2 separate regions of the Mus musculus genome follow, and region 2 is linked to region 1. A link is a contact called in public promoter capture Hi-C data. All regions are on one chromosome and are shown on one strand. The core of a region is the stretch at or near the end of the contact, and the rest is flanking DNA. Distances in the headings are between cores, read along the strand shown. Region 1 holds the start of Dmac2 (distal membrane arm assembly complex 2). Region 2 holds the start of Blvrb (biliverdin reductase B (flavin reductase (NADPH))).

The links. Promoter capture Hi-C pulls out the DNA fragments that hold promoters and counts their contacts.
Region 2: a promoter capture Hi-C map of liver shows a contact between it and region 1, with 3 times the contacts expected there. The contact joins the promoter of Blvrb here to the promoter of Dmac2 in region 1. A contact is called at or near these places in 2 of 39 promoter capture datasets (embryonic stem cells and liver) and 2 of 115 datasets of contacts at active chromatin or transcription factors (astrocytes and microglia).

Annotation. Positions count from the first base shown.
Region 1 is chr7:25,616,439-25,621,578 of GRCm38.p6, reverse strand. It overlaps Dmac2 (distal membrane arm assembly complex 2), which reads right to left and starts at 2,165. Exons shown (of 6, transcript NM_001290487.1): 1 at 2,119-2,165; 2 at 487-683. The coding sequence starts at 2,136. Gm38969 (a long non-coding RNA gene) reads left to right here and starts at 1,918. Exons shown (of 2, transcript XR_881901.3): 1 at 1,918-2,144; 2 at 2,594-2,911.
Region 2 is chr7:27,445,041-27,450,180 of GRCm38.p6, reverse strand. Blvrb (biliverdin reductase B (flavin reductase (NADPH))) reads right to left here and starts at 2,203. Exons shown (of 5, transcript NM_144923.3): 1 at 1,985-2,203. The coding sequence starts at 2,063. It overlaps Sptbn4 (spectrin beta, non-erythrocytic 4), which reads left to right and starts at 3,592. Exons shown (of 36, transcript NM_032610.2): 1 at 3,592-3,718.

The DNA of each region.
Region 1 (5,140 bases), core at 916-3,415:
TCTTTTCAAAGCTGCCTTGGCCATGTTGTCTTCTCACAGCAATAGAACAGTGGCTAAGACACTAACCTTAAAATGAAAGGAATGAGCAGGCAGGCCACACAGTGAAGTGTTGGAAACCTGGGGGCTGACCCTGGGAATCCTCTAGCATTGACAAACTAGATGTGAAGGCAGAGAAAAGACAAAGAAAACACCTTAAAATTCACCCTTAGCAACTGGGTGGCCAGGGGCACCTACTCTGTGGATGGGGACAGCTTGAGAGTAAGGTTTCTTTTAAATGGGAGACATGAGAGATCTGAGTTGTAGCTGAGTGTGTCTGAGAGGCCAGCTTGACCCCCAAGCACAGCTGGTGGTGGAAGTGCCTATATAATGAGTCTTAGAGGAGGGATGGGCCAGCGATGAAGGCGTGAGCTTGTCATGCTGGCAGTGGAAGCCACAGCCCGGCGGAACTGGGGCTCTGGCTGGGAGGTCTGGCCAGCAGGGTCTCACCGATTCTCCCTGTTGACTTTTGAGATCTGTTTCTGGAGCAAGTACTCTCTCAGAGTCTGGATGTCCTGGAAATGATCTGAGAGGAACTGCAACAGCGTTCTTTTCTTCTCCCGACTGCTGTCCGGGGTCACCAACTCACTCATGCCATGGATGCGCCTGGCTCTGCCATTCCATTCTCGGGCGCCCAGGTGCAGGACCTGGAGAAGGGGAGAGGGAAAGGACTGAGGTTGAACGTGGAGCTGGGTTCCACCCCTAACTCTTACAGCATGGCCTACCTTGAATCTCAGCCTGTGCTTCCTGAGTCTTTTAAATCCTTCTGATACCACTCCCGCCCTAATATGGGGGTGTAGCTCAGGACTAGAGTCTCTGTTTAATATTCATAAGGCACCGTGGTCAGTCCCCAGCATGTCCACGTCCTCAATCCTTAACCTTTGGGATTCAAAACATTTCTCCAAAGTCTTCCATTTAACCAACCATAAATTCATTCTTGAATGCAGCCAGTCTTGGTTTTCTCAGGTTCTTCTAATTTCCCACCAAGTCCTTATTTTTTTTTCCCAAACTACCATTATACTTTCATTTCTCACCAGTTCACTCCTGGGGGTTGGGGTGGTGGTGGTGGAATACGTACGTGCATAGTGTGCATTCAAATGTGTAGGTGTCCTTGCACGAATGTGCCCATGTATGGAGGCCAGCTGTCTTCCTCAATTGCCCCTGGCTTTATAGATCAAGGCAGGGTCTCTCACTTGTACCTGCAGCACCCCAACTCAGGTAGCCCAGCCAGTGGGTTTGCTTGAGGAATCAACTGTCTTTACCTCCAGAGTGCTGGGATTCCAGGTGAGCAGACATGCCCCGCTTCTACCAACTCTGGCCTTCATGCCTCAAGCACATGTGCTTCAATAATGAACCATTTCCCCAGCCCAAATTTTACCCAGTTCTCCCTAGGATTTTGCCAAATGGCTGATTTCTTTGCCATCCTGTCCACGTAACCTTCACCTTTACAGGTAGCGCTGGAAATGGAACCCACGGCAATGAGTACCAACAAAATACTCTACTACTAAATACATTCTCCAGGTTAACGAAGCTCTAGGAATCCCCCTCAGGTTCTTCCTCGGACCTCCAAATTAACTTCCTGGCTCCCGCCTGCACACCCTGTTCTTTGATTTTTGTTTGTTTCCTATTAAGGTTTAGTTATTTATTTACAGGCAGGATTTTACGTTGCCCTGCCTGCCCTCCAACTTGATACACAAAAGGATAACCTTGAACTCCTGATCCTGCTGCCTCCACCTCCCAAATACTGGGATTACAAGATCCTTAAATTCCCCCCAGGAATTTCGCGCAAAAGCATCATTAGTTCTACATCACCTCCAAACCCTTATCCCGTCCTTTCCCCCCAGGAAGAGCTGTCCTACTCCGCTGATTGGCTAAGCCACCCTCATCCCATTGGTTTCTCTATCAAGCGACTCGAGACTCTCTGTGGCCCTCGGCAGCCCCAGACGGCGTCTCCCGAGCGAGGTCCGGCAGGAGACGCTCTGTTTCCGCAGACTTTTGTTTCCCAGGAGGCTGAGAGAGGTCTCGAGAACCGAGCTACAAAGTGAACCATAGTTCCGGGACGCGGACGCTGCGGTCACCTACCGCTCTGGGCGCCGCCATCTTGCCAGGTAACGTAAACAGAAGAGGCAGGACGTTCCCTCCTAACACGTGGTTCAGACACCAAGGGCCACGCGTGTGGCCACGCCCCCTTCTGTTTTAGCCCGCCTTTTAAAGGCGCGCGTGCGGAGGAGACGGTCTTTCCTGTAAAGGATCTACTCCTCCCACTCCACCCCACCCCCGAGTGCGGTCGCAATTCTCTTGCGTTCATTGGTTTTTCAGTTTACACCCGATATCTCTACAGCAGAATCAGTACGACTGATTATGATTTTTTATTTATTGTTATTGTGCGTATACACGCGTGACATTCCGCGGCGCAGGTGTAGAGATGAGCCGAGTCTGGGTCCAGGAAGCGAACTGAGATCCACTGGCTTGCACAGCAAGCACCTTTACCCACGGAGCTACTTTGCTACCCTATTATTAGGTTTTTAAATTTTATTTTCTCTGTGTGTGCATGTAGCTCTACACCACGTGTGTTCAATGCCTTGGAGACCAGACGAGGACGCTGGATCCCTGGAATTGGAGTTGGCAGCCCCCGTGTGTGTGTGCTGAGAATTGAACCCAGATCTTCTGAAGGAGTAGTCAGTGCTCTTAACTGCCACTGAGACGTCTCTCCTCAGCGATGAGGTAGAGGCAGATTAGACTTGAGTATAAGAGACTATCTTTAGTTTGGAGTTCACATCTATACTTATTAAGAGAGTTATTACTTTTACATAAAGTCTCTCATGTATGGTATATTTGCCATGAACTTTTTTCAATTAAAAGCGTATATTTATCATTAATGTGTGTATGTGTTTTATGTATATGAGTGCAGGCACACTTGTGCTGTGGACAGAAGTTTATGAGGTGCTGGGGACTAAACCTCAGACCTCCTTCATGCTAGGCTAGCTCTTTACCAACTGAGCCACATCCACAGCCCTCAGTGTGAACTCTTGGTGGATTCTCTTCATTCATTCATTCATTCATGTTTGCTGAGCACTCGCAGTGGGTGCTGGGGTCGCACTAACAGCCCTTTTCTTAGGTAGTCATCATTCTAGGTAGAAAGACAATAGGTAAGAAATGAACACAAAATTAAAACTAGTGTTTGATAAAAAAAAGTAGGTAAAAACGGGCAATATATTAGGGTGTGGCGGGGTATAGGGCAGCAGTGAAGGTCTGTAGAGCAGGTGCATTTAACTGCAATGAGTGACAGGAGAGTCACCTACCCCAAGGCTTGGATAAAGGTGTTCAGGCAGAGGTAACAGCCTGTACAAAAAGCCTGAGGTCTTTGTCAGCTTGCAGAGAGGTGGAGACTTGACCAGAGTTGGGCAGTAGTGCTGGCTGCCTGGCTGCCCAGCAGGGGTTCATTCTAGTCACAGAGGGAGAGAGGACTTTCAGAGTCTGATTGACTTGTTGCAAATGTAACATGTTACATGAAGGATGATTCTGAGAGGACAGAGGTGGCCTTGAGACCAGCAAAGCGACTACTGCATAGTAGAGGTGAATGAATGAGGGGTGGGTGGCCGAGGTGAGGGCTGCTACAGACAAAAGCCTGAGAAACCAAAAGGGGCCACTCATGGAAATGGAGAAGCAGGGAGCGGTGGGTGTGTCGAGACCGAACAGCCCCCAACCACAGATGTCCTTGGGCTGTAATCCTTAGAGTCTGTATGTAGCTGTTACTTTCCTGTTGCTGTGATAAAATGCTGTGACTCAAGGCAACCTACAGAAGGGAGGTTGTTTTGGCTTGCAGTTCCAGAGGGCTAAGCGGCCATCATAGTGGGCACAAATCGTAGCAAACAGCAGGGATGGTGTCAGGAACAAGAAGCAGAGAGCTTCCATCTTCAGCTGAAGCCAGAGGCAGAGAAAGCAAACTGAAATGACTGGGCCTTAAACTCCCAAAGCTCACCTCCAACGAGGTCCTTCCTCCACTGAGGGTCCCCCTAAACCTCCCCAGTCCACCACCGACCACCCAACTGTCTGAGCCTATGGGGGACATTTTCCTTCAAACCACCACATTCTATTACTTTAAGAAGCCTTTACCTTCTCCTCCCCTCCGCTCTGAGCCCCACCCCCTTTCCTATATTGCTTTATAGTTCAGAGCTGGGATCATAGATGTGTACCTCAAGGCCAAGCTTAAGGCTCCTTTTTTTTTTTTTTTTTTTTTTTTTTTTTTTTTTGCAGGAAGGGTTCAAGACAGGGTATTTCTGTGTAGCTCTGGCTATTCTGGAATTCATTCCATAGACGAGGCTGGTCTCGAACTCCGAGATCCACCTGCCTCTCTGCCTCCCCAGTGCTGGGATTAAAGGCGTGTGACAACACCAGCTGGCCAGTTTAAGGACCTTGAGATGGGGTGTTATCATAGGTGACCGGGTAATGAATCAGGTGGGTCTCATCAGAAGGATGGCCAGTGGAGTCAGCAGGAGTCAGGATGCCGGACTCAAAAGTTTGGAGTGACACAGGAAAGCAGGAAGTTTCCAGAAGCTCAGGAGAGGAGAGCGTGGATTCTTTCCTAGAGTTTCCAGAAGCAGCCACGCCCAGTGTACCTACTTTATGCCTCAGAGTAGCAAGAGAATTATCTTCTCTCCTTGCAGTGCTAGGGACGGAAGTGTGATTGAAGTGTGTGTGTGTGTGTGTGTGTGTGTGTGTGTGTGTGTAGGTCAGAGGACAACTTGTAAGAGTAAGTTTTCTCCTTTCATCCTGTGGGTCCTGGGGCTTGAACTCAGATTATTAGTCTTGGTAGCAAGCACCTTTAACCTTTGATGCACCCCTTGCATTGCTATAAGATGCCCAGCTTATGGTGACTTGTTTCCACATCAACGGAAAATGGGTTTAGTGGGGTGGGTCCAAAGTGGGAGTTCTGTGCTTACCACACAGATGTCAAGATATGAGCCTTGCAGAATTGGAGTCTGGGCTCAGGAGGGTGAGCAGCTGAGGTCTAAGCCCGGACCCTGAGCCACTGGCATAACCTAGCAAGACCCAAGCACCTCCCAGTCCTGACTGCTCTACAAGGACACAATGCTGCCAAGTC
Region 2 (5,140 bases), core at 954-3,453, 1.8 Mb before region 1:
CTGCCTCTGCCTCCCAAGTGCTGGGATTAAACACTTGCACCACCACCACCACCCAGCTAGCAACCTCTGTTTATCTGTTACTCTTATTTGTGTGTGTGCATGTATGGAAGTCAGAGGTCAAGTTCTTCTGAGTTGGTTCTCTCTTTCTGGGGATTTAACTCAGGTTGTCAGGTACCTTTACCCACTGACCTATCTGTCTAGCCCGCAACCATTGCTTCAATATTGGTCTTCTTTTCTCTTTTCTTTATTTATTTTACAGATATTTAGGTCTTTGACTGTAGATGACACAGTATTTGGTCACATCACTGTGGTATGTGGTAGACCTGGCTGTTTAAATACACAGGATGAACCCAGAGTCTGTTTGTTAGACCCTTGGTCCTACAAAATGACATTGAGGGACTAAAACCCAAGCCCTTCCTAGCTACTTGTTTTCCTTGACTGTGCAGTTTCTTGGGCACGCTAGGCCGCTAGGCCGTGGGGCCTACTGAGCCACGCCCCCCTCAAGCCTCTTCTCACAGGTGGATCCCAGGCAGGCGTTTCATCTCTGAGAGCTATATCCCCTAATCCCTTCCTGCCTTTTTTTTTTTTTTTTTCCTTTTTCTTTTCTTTTTTTTTTCCTCTTCCTGTTTCTGACAGGTTTTTCTGAGCCACAGGGAGAAAAAGGCCAGGCCTCCCGGAAATCCTTCGTGTAGTTCCGACTGTGACCAGCAGGGAGAGCCATCAGTAAACAGTGGTATTGGGGATTAAGGTATTTAACAGGATACTCCACAAATTCATGGTGACACAGCATTTGTCAACTTCTCTCTTCCTTTCCCTGTTCCTCCCTAGAAATGATTTATCAGCAGCTTGCTTTTGTTTTGTTGTTTTGACATAGGGTCTAAGGTTGCCCACGATGGCCTTGAACTTGCTGCGCAGCCAAGGATAGGTTTGATCTCCTGAGTCTCCTACCTCTGCCTCTCCAGGGGTGGGGGAAATTACAGGTCTACACCACCACAGCCAGCCTGTAGTTTGTTTTCTCTGGGAGGCCCAGGGCGCTCTCCTTTGCCACGAATTAAGGCCCTCATTAAGTCCCTGGGGGAAAGGATAGCCCATGGGGGGCGGGGGGATGGAACTTCTAGAAAAAGCCTCACCCAAAGCAGGAGCTGTGCTGGGAACCAGCAGGGACTGGGCTCTTTGTGGCCTCCACCCTTTTGGGGCACTCTGATAGTCAATATCTTAAGAATCGCCAAGGCTAGCAAGGGTGTGGCTCTTTATCTGGAACTTTCACGTCTGGTCCAGAGTTAACTTCTAGACTGAGGAGCCAGGGGATGATGGGGGATCCTGCGCCCTCCCCTCGGGAGGCCCCAAAGCTCAATGTCCTTCCCAGGACTTCAGTTCTTGGACTGCCCCTCTCTTATAGGGTGATCACCTCCATTCTCTTTGAAGTAAGTTGCTGCCTAACCTTTTCGATTTTCTGTTCCAGTGACCAAACTATGAGCCTGCAGACAGTTTTTTAGTGCTTAAGACCACGGACCGGAGTTCAAATCCCGACACAGCCATGTACCAGCAAGTCCTCTCCGCCTCAGTTTTCTTATGTGTCAAGTGGGGTAACACACTAGTTCCCATTCCAAATGAGGGTCACCAGAATTTTAACACGTGTAAGGAGATGGCCCGGCTGGCTGGATGCCAAGCTAGTCCTGGCTCAGAAAACCCTTTCTGGGTGTGCTAACTAGGACCACCACCACAGTTACGACATTTCATAAGAACCCCTGGTTTGCATAGAACTGTCAGAGGAGTCCTCCAGGTTCCCACAGTTAATTCCTTTACGCCTTGAACCCACATAACGCTGAATGTCAGAGTCCTCCATTTGTGCCCCCGTGACCACTTGCTGGCCCACAGGCTGGGGCACACACCGCCCCGTGTGGTCTCCGCCCGGCCCCCAGGACGACTTTTCCCAAAACTCCGCCCGGTGTTCATGACTTCCCCCACCCGCCCCGGCTCCTGCCTGCTTGCACCGCCTGCGCCAGTGTGGTGAGCCCGGTCCTGCCGGTGGCACCGAAGATCGCGATCTTCTTGACAGTCATGCTGCGGGGTCCAGGGCCGGAAAAGCTGAGAACTCCGAGGACGCGCGGGAACACAGTGGCTGCGAGGAGGCGCGCTGCGGGTCCTCCTCGACCCAGAAGGAGGGGGCGGGACCAGACAAGGTTCCAGCCTCCGCCTCACCCTCCTAATTTGGGTTCAAAGGGCGGGACCGAGGCGACCACGCCTCCCGCTGGAAAGAGCATGAGTAGGCGGAGGAGTCAAATTGCATTTCCAGAGCCCCTTCTCCGATAGGCGCTTAGACGTAGAAGCCACGCCCCTTCTAGGGAAGGGAGTGGGCGGTGCTAGAGCAGTTTGTCACTTAGCGCTCTGCCTACTAGAGACAGCCACCCTTAGTGGGCGGGGCTGAGCGGGGCGGGGCCGGCCGGGGCGTTACGCCCACCGTGCTCTCTTTGCTCACGCCCCCTTACAGACAGGCTCTGAGATGGTACTTCCCTCTACCAAAGCGTCCTCCCAACAAGCAAGAGGGGTGTGTGGGGTGATTTTGTGCCTGTGTGACCCTCAGTGACCACAAGGGACAGCATGGTTGTGGGCGACACCCGGTTTCATTCCTTGTGTTGCAATGTGAGTTGTGTATAGAGATCATTAATGTTATTTGGCGTCCATGGGGGTGATACTGTGAGGGGTACTCAGCCTGTGTGATATGGTAAGCTGTAATGGAGTGTGATACTTTCGGATTGGGAAGGTTTGGGACACCACATGGGTGCGTGATATGATCCCATTTATGTGTGACTGTGTGTGACATCAACTGAGATTCCTTTTGTGTCTTGTTGAGGCTCTGATGTATGGGTGTGTAGCAACACAGGGTGTGTCATCTTTTGTGCCTAGGCAACTGGTGTGACATTTTAAGCGTGTAAGACTATGCGATTGTGAACTTTGTGTTGTGTGAGCGTAGATACTCTGTGACACCTTGGAGGTGTGTGACATGCCTGACTGTATGTGCTATTGGTGGTGGTGGCTGTATGTGAGTGTGTCACAGTGCGTGGTCCTGCAGAGCACTATTCCATCCTGTGATACTGTTCAAGTGATTTCATGTGACCCTTATTGTGGTGGTGGCAGTATTTGAGTAACAATGTATGTACGATCCTGCAGGGCACTATTTACTGTATTGGTAACTACTGGTGATATCTGAGTGTCACTGTCAGTGGTGGCTATATCAGAGTGTGTCACAGTGAATGACCCTGCAGGACACATTCCAGAGAGGAAAACATTGCAAGTGACTGCGTGTGACAGACAGTTAGAAGGTTTGACCCTGACTGACCCCTTACGAAGGAGTGACACCATGAGAGTGTGCATGTGGAGAGAGTGTGTATGACGTTGCCAGGGGCCCGGTGTGTGAGTGGCAGTGTGGGAGTGTGTGACGCTGCCTCGAGCGCTCGCGAGCGCGGCTGTGCATCACACGCGTGGCCCGGTGTGTGACAGCGCGGGCGGCGGGGCGGCGTGCGGGAGGGGTCCCGGGGGCGTGCGGAGCGGCTGCGGCGCGTGGGGGGAGGCGCGGCGGCGGCGGCGCATGCGGATCTGGCCGAGCGGCGGGCCGGTGGGGCCGAACAGAGCCGGGCCCGGCCCGGCGACGAACGCCCGCAGGGAGGGCGGTGCTGCGCGGCGAGCATCCGGGACCGCATCGGCGGCCGGCGCCCAGGTGAGCGGCGGTGCGGACGGCGGCCCCTCCCCAGCATCTCCCCACCTGGCCCAGCATCCTCCCCCACAAGCTGGCGACCTGAGCCCTCGGATCTGTTTAGCCGGATAGAGGCTTGCGATCCAATGAACCCCTCACCCTCACCTAGCTCAGCCACTGAACCAGGCGTGGGTCACCCCAAGGCCTTGTCCTTCCCAGGCCCCCCTCCTCCGCACGGTGACTGGACCACAGGGGCAGAGAGGCGCGGCTTTGGAAGGGTTAAAGCCTCGGATCCCACTCTCAGCTCAGCTCCCCACCGGCTCTTGCTGGATCCCGCAGGACCCCTTTCCCTTTGCACCCCGGAAAGGCCAGAGCTGCAAGCTGGGCCCACAGAGAGCTCGCCAAGTGCTAAGCGCCTCCTCTGGCCCAAGTATCCTCCATTGGGGAAACAGTTGTGACCACCCATTAATAGGAAAGGAAATCAAAGCACAGAGAAACCGAGTTCCACACCGCCAGAATAAAGCATTGAACCCATCTCTTTTTTGACTCTTGACCAGACCCCCGGACTTGCTAAGATATGAGACCAAAGAGGGAAAACTCAGAGCTGGCTGGCTGTGTGTGTCAGTGGTGGAGCACATGGCTGTGTGAGGCTCTGGATGGAATTCAGACACTATGAGAAGAAAAGAATAAGGAGAGCTATGGATTGAGGCTTGGCGTGTACCAGATCCCATGGTTGCTGAGTGAGCAACTCATTTCATCTCCAGACCTCTGTAGGATTTTCACAGATGAAGACCAGATAGGGCAAGTGACTTGGCTGGGGTCACACAGGTAGCCATGTGGTCACTTACAGCTTTCTATGAAAGAAGAGAAGAGCAGTGGTTTTAGGGTGCCCACTTAAAGGAATAATCTACTGTTGGCCACAATCTACCACCTACTTAGCGTCTTAAACTCTCCTGAGTTTGAGGCCTTCTGAGTCTTTTTTTGTATGTCTTGTTTTGTTTTGTTTTTCGAGACAAGGTTTCTCTGTGTAGCTCTGGCTGTCCTGGAACTCACTCTGTAGACCAGGCTGGCCTCGAACTCAGAAATCCACCTGCCTCTGCCTCCCAAGTGCTGGGATTAAAGGCGTGCGCCACCATGCCCGGCCATCTGGGTCTTTTGAAAAGAAGTGTATTATTCTATTTTTACAGTCTTAGAAGTAGGACTGGGGTGTGTATGTGGGGGTTGTGTTGGAGACATACTTGATGTCACCTACCCTCTAAAATAGGTATTTATGATGTTCAGGGTTCAGGAGGAAGACAGTAGTACATCAGGCAGCTATTGGTACGGGAATGCTGCTGTGTAACAAAGCACCCTTCCCAACTCACTGTCATAAAACACTAAGCATTTACTTAGCTGTAAAGTCAAGAGTTTAATAACTTAGGCTAGACCTGATTGTTCAGTTTTTCA